Linked DNA regions of Oryzias latipes: region 1 is linked to region 2. The links are chromatin contacts, called in public Hi-C maps. All regions are on one chromosome and are shown on one strand. The core of a region is the stretch at or near the end of the contact, and the rest is flanking DNA. Distances in the headings are between cores, read along the strand shown. Region 1 holds the start of ror1 (inactive tyrosine-protein kinase transmembrane receptor ROR1). Region 2 holds the start of raver2 (ribonucleoprotein PTB-binding 2).

What was found. Hi-C and Micro-C count contacts between places; a contact is called where the count stands out from the background.
Region 1: a contact with region 2 is called in a Hi-C map of embryo, with 4 times the contacts expected there. The contact joins the promoter of ror1 here to the promoter of raver2 in region 2. A contact is called at or near these places in 3 of 5 Hi-C or Micro-C datasets (all in embryo).

Annotation. Positions count from the first base shown.
Region 1 is chr4:16,130,393-16,133,281 of ASM223467v1, reverse strand. It overlaps ror1 (inactive tyrosine-protein kinase transmembrane receptor ROR1), which reads left to right and starts at 1,460. Exons shown (of 13, transcript XM_020702460.2): 1 at 1,460-1,650; 2 at 1,738-1,884. The coding sequence starts at 1,782.
Region 2 is chr4:15,910,890-15,913,940 of ASM223467v1, reverse strand. It overlaps raver2 (ribonucleoprotein PTB-binding 2), which reads left to right and starts at 1,712. Exons shown (of 16, transcript XM_023954321.1): 1 at 1,712-2,162. The coding sequence starts at 1,872.

The DNA.
Region 1 (2,889 bases), core at 211-2,710, 220 kb before region 2:
TTTGCTTTCTGGCTCAGCTGTCTATTCACCACAATGGACTGGTGCAGCGACCACATAACAACGGACGCCACTCCAATCCCACTGTCAATCTCACGTTCCTGTCTTCCCCCGCTCGTGAACAAGACCCCAAGATATTTAAACTCTTCCACCTGGGGTAGGATCACTCCACCCACCCAGAGAGGAAAAACTACCTTTCTCCGGTCAAGAACCTTGGCCTCATTCCAGCTGCTTCACACTCAGCCACAAACCACCCCAATGCACGCTGCAGGTCCTGGCCTGATTAAGCAAAGAGGACAACATCATTTTATAGGAGCAGAGAAGAAATCTTGTGGTCCCTAACCAGATCCCTCCGGTTCCTGGCTGTGTAAAGAAATTCTGTCCATAAAGACTATAAATAAAAGCGGTGATAAAGGGCAAGCTTGCTGGAGTCCAACATGCACCAGGAACAGGTCCGACTTACTGCCAGCTATGTGATTGCGAACCAAGCTCCTGCTCCGGTCATTCGGAGACCGGACAGCCCTCAGTAAGGCTCCCCGCACCTCATACTCCCAGAGCACCTTCCACAGGACACCACAGGGGACACGGTTGAACACCTTCTCCACATTCACACAACACATATGTACTGGATGAATGAACTCCCACGAACCCTCCAGCACCCTAAGGGGGGTGTAGAGCTGGTCCACTGCTCCGTGACCAGGACCTAAACCACACTGTTGTTCGTGGACCTGAGGTTCAACTATCAAATGAACTCTCCTCTCCAGTACCCTGGCATAGACTCTCAGGCTGAGGAGTGTGATTCCCTGGTAGTTGGAACACACTCTCCGGTCCCCCTTCTTATAAAGGGGAACCATCACCACTGTTTGCCTGTCCAATGGTATAGTTCCTGACTGCCACCCGATGCTGCAGAAGCGTGTCAGCCAAGACACATCCAGACTTGAGGTACTCGGGGCGGACTTCTCCACTCCCAGAGCCTTGCCACTGAGGAGCTCATTGATTACCTCAGTCACTTCAGCTGAGGGTGTCCAACGAATATTAGTCATATCATAATTCAATAAACCCCCCATCAGTTCATGGAATTTACATAAATGTATACCAAGCATTAACAGTCAACATGCATATTTCTTGAAATGTATTTAGCTAAAAATTAGATCAGGTGAAAACAAATCTTTCATGCATTAAGGCAAAGGGGTTAAAACAGAAGAAATACATAAATGTAACTCATAAAAAACCCACACAATGTAAAAAAAATAACTTTTTTTTCTTCTAAAATGAGACAGGTGAGACGCATTTTCTTAATGAGACACTTTCTTATTCCTATATAATGTTGCGAGTGTCATTCACCACGTGCACGCGCAGCAATTACGTTGAACAGGTATATATTTAGTGGCAAGCTTGACAGCGGCTCGAAAGGATGCCCGGCTGCAGTTCCTGCATTAAACACACGATGGCGACCCTGAGTTAATTAGACCCATGTGTTCTTTGGGCACAAGTTTGGAGCAGAAGTTTGTTGGAACGGTTGCGCTCGTGCGGGGAGAGGCACAGTCGGGGCAAAGTGAGTGGGGCTCCACAGAGAAGAGAACGAGGCACAGACCAGGAGCGGCGGAGACTGTTTTCCAAAGACTCCCGCATTTTTCTGACTTAATAGTTCAGGTGCGCCTTTCAAGCAGCGCGCAGTTGATCTGTTTTGGGTCTGTCAGAGAATTTGGGAAGCTCTTGAAGTCAATTATTTTTGCGTAGTTGGATTTTCAGCGCGGGCTGAGTTTGAACGAAGAGCCGGAGGAATGTATCCACGTTGGGTAGCAGTGAGTCTGCGTCTTTGGAGATGTCCAGCCTGCGCACTCTGGATCACCTTTCTCCACATCTCCCTGATCCTGAGCGCGACTGGTGAGTCCTGACACATTTTCCTCCTTCCTTCTCCTTCATCCCTACTTCCACTCATCAAATAAGAATTTAATAAATCAGTTCATCATCCTTTCCCCGTTTCTTTGCCCATTTTCCCTCCCCACTCCCGGATCGTCCTCAGGCTGGCGGGACATCTTTATAAGCTGTTTGCCATCATCATCCAGCCTCTCTTCTCATGCAAACAAGCTTTGGCTTTTAGATTATGGTTCTTTAGTGGCTCTGGGACCTGGCCACGGGGAAAGTCTTGACTCCACTCACAGACAATAGGGGGGCTCTTAACTAGTCAGCTGGGTGTCCATTGTGCGCTGAACCAACCCCCTTAAAACGCAGCAGAACAGGGAATGCATGGCAGGTTATTTATTGTTTTCAAAAAGACTTTGTTTTATATATTAGAGCGAAATAAGTCATTGTTTGACAGAAACAAATCTAAAGAATTTAACAAAAAACAAAAACTTGATTCATTAATAATTCAACAATGAAACCTGTGCATGAAATAAAAATTCTAAATAATAATAGTAAAACAAAACAAGTGGAAACTTAAACCTTTTTCATTCAGAGGTTTTGGCTTTAACTCTTTTGGTGACATCTATCAATTTTGAAAAATTTTGGACAAATGGTTTACAGATGTATCTGTATAAATCTTTTATTTTATTTCATGTTAAATCTGAAGTACACAGTCTTCAAGTACCACTGTCTCAGTTTATGTGCATTTTGATGTGTGTTTATATTTTGCTGTCAGTTATTAGAGATTTAAATGATATAAGACAGTCAAAAAAAAAACAACAATCTCAAGTGCTTCCCAGCCCAGAGCTGCACATGGAAAGCATTTGAAATATTTGTGCTGGCATTTGAGTGTTAGTATCTAATGATCCTCCCAATCCACATGAGAAGTGATGAATCATAAATGTGGAAGATTTTCAGGTTTTGTTTGGATTACTTTTGTCCTCCCTAAATGCATTAGAGCTTCAATTTACATTGCAGCTCTAA
Region 2 (3,051 bases), core at 463-2,962:
TCAGCACAAGAAACACGTCCCTCACATACAGTTATTTATAAAAACAAACACTGTACATCATATACATCTGCTAAATTATGTAAACTCAGCTCATATAGTACAAGTGATTGAACCGACATACAGAGAGACAGCAGTACCGTCTGACTGCATAGGTATTGCGCAATCCAAGGTGAGGCTCAGTGGGCTGGTGCCTCATCGCACGTCACTTTTTAGTATCTGAACGGTAAATGCGGAAATTCAGCGATTTTGAAAAGAAAAAACACCCAAAAATGGTACATTTAAATGGAAAATGACTGCAAAGCACAAATTACTGATTAAATATAATAATTGAATTTATTTTTTCTCTTTTCTTCCCATAATGACAGGTGAGGCTGTGCCTCACCTGCCTCTCCTGACTGCACGTCACTGTTGTAGACTGGTCATGACTCCATAGGGTTTTGTGGATATCTGTGCATAGATTGGCATCCAAACATACTCAAGTCATTTCAGTATTGTTATAGAATAGTTGTGTATTTTAAAAAAGATAGATTACAGATTCCTCATCTTTGAACAGACATCATATTTTGCTTTAAGTACAAAAAACCCTGTCTGTGACCTTTTCACTGTGATGTGGATTGGGGGTTACTCTGATCAAAGGATTCAAAGCCGTTCATGTACCATCACTAAGATCCAGCTAAAAAATGGTTGAGCCATTTGGCAACGTGAGATCATTTTCACCCACTGACAAGTGCGATTGTCTGGACTTGGATCTGCCAAAAAGTGCTCCACACAGATGGTGAGGGAGAGAACATGGAGGTTGCTTTCATCGTCTCTTGCAGGCCTCAACACAATCTTGCTCTAAATATTTTTAAACTGGGTTGATGTGTGGATGTTTCCATGTTTGCATGTGAGGGTCGATGCAATCCTCAGAGTGTGACGATGCAGCGTGTTTGTCTGTTAGAGGCACATAGGCATTGTAAGGACTCGGCAGGGAGCTCTCCTCCTCTTGTGCTTGCCAGGAGCAGATTTTTACCCACAGTGGGCAGGCAGGCTCTCTTGGCTGTTAGGTTGGCATTCAATGGATGACTTGGATAGAAAGGAAGGAAAGCACACAGCCATTCATTGTCACATTAAGAACAGGAAGGCTAACTGGCTTTGAAGTTAATGCTTTTTTCTTTTCTTCTCCATTTGTTGAAAAGAAATGTTTTTGCATGGATAAATATAAGAATAGAGCTTCATTTTATACACCTTAATAATCCATTGCTGGGGCAATCATGCATGGACGAAGCAGCGTCCCTGCATGTTTTATGCCTGTTGTCTTTGTGCTTCTGTATCTTGATCCTGCAAACCAAAAGGGGGCAAATGTGTCTGCATGATAATCTCAACTAATCTGCATTGGCTCCCATGCAAACAGTTGGACAGTTGGGGTCGCCAGGAGTCCAGCCTGATATTCAGGGGGATCACGTGAGCCAAAACAGGATGCTTAGATCAATAGTTTGAAATATTTATCAATAAATTCCTTTGTTCTTTTTATTTTATTTTAACAGTTTTTGCATTAAAATCCAGTTGTCTTTAGGGTGTTTAATGTCTTTTCACCAAACGTAACGTAATTGCCGGTAAAATATTTGACACAGTGCCATGATACTGAATTAACCGGCTGGATTATTTGGAAATATTTTTTAAAGTAAATGTTACATATTAAATGAACTATTCACATTATGCATTAACAGTAATCCCCCCGCCCCCATTTTAAATCCTAATTACATTTTGGACGCATTTCCTACACGCGCGCGCGCACTTGAACACACCTCCCACCTGCGCCCGCGTGCGCGCTCTCCGTATCACCCTGTCACTCCCTCGCGCTCCTCACACTTTCCTCTCTGCTACCCAAGATGGCGGCAGCTTCGTCCATCCAGCCGCCGAGCGTTCACCCTTCTCTCGACCAGGACGGCGCGCTTTCGCCGGGAATGGACAGCCCGGAGAGTCGGCAGCCGGAGGATGAGGAGGCAACGGCGGCGGCGGCTGCGGCGGCAGCGCAGCCCTCGGAGCTGGGGATTAGCCTCCGCGACCTGTCGGACCTGGAGCCGGAGGAGGTGGAGAGGAGGCTGTCCAAAACTCGCCTGGAGCTGAGCAACAGGAGAAAGATCCTCATTAAGAACCTGCCTCCCGACACCACCAACCAGGTGCGCGCGCGCCTCTTTATTTTGAAAAGTTGCGAGCGGCACTTTGACTGTAGTTTTGAAGTGCAGGTATCTTTGCAGTTTCTCAACTTTTTTTTTTTTTTTTTGCTATGAACTCAGTTAATGTGCATAAAAGTAGTTCTTTATGGGAGAGTCGGTTATCATAAAGCTAAATGATATTTGTCTCGAGTAACTTCATTATTTTTCGTTTATAAATGTCACAAACCCTAATACAACTACGTAACTTCTCTAATTAGCGTTTCTTTCAGAAAGGGAAAAATACTTTAAATGTATATTTTTAAAAAAAGTTTCTTAAAAGACTCAATCTGACGAAAGTCGTGTTTTTCATGTTCTTGTGGAATTTTTGTGATGATGGAAGACATGTATAAAGAAAATTAAGCATAACACTGCATTTCTCAGTACTTATTTTTTCAAATTGTTTTGAATCGGGAGCAGGTGAAAAAATACCATTTGAAAAAGCCTGTAGCAGTGACGTGGCTGCTGCAGTCCTGGACCACTATGTCCACACTCTGCTCCATTGTGATAAATAAATCCATGTTCACCTTCGTTTTCTTCTGGATCTAAACTGTAAGTCTCAATAGCTTCGATACTGCTCACATTTTTGTTTCACCTCTAATAGTAGATTGAGATTGAGAAGGGGCTGTAAACTAGTGGGAGAGCGTGTGTAAACAAAGGGATAATGGGAACTTAGGGCAGGCTTACTCCGCAGGTAACAGTCAATTCACTTCAATTTTATTTGTATAGCCCAGAATCATAACAACTGTTGTCTCAATGGGCTTGTCCCGCCCACAACTCGGAGGCGAATTTCTGACGAACTCCTGCCGCTCTGCAGAAACTAGAAAATGCACTTTTTAAATATTTTTTTATTTTG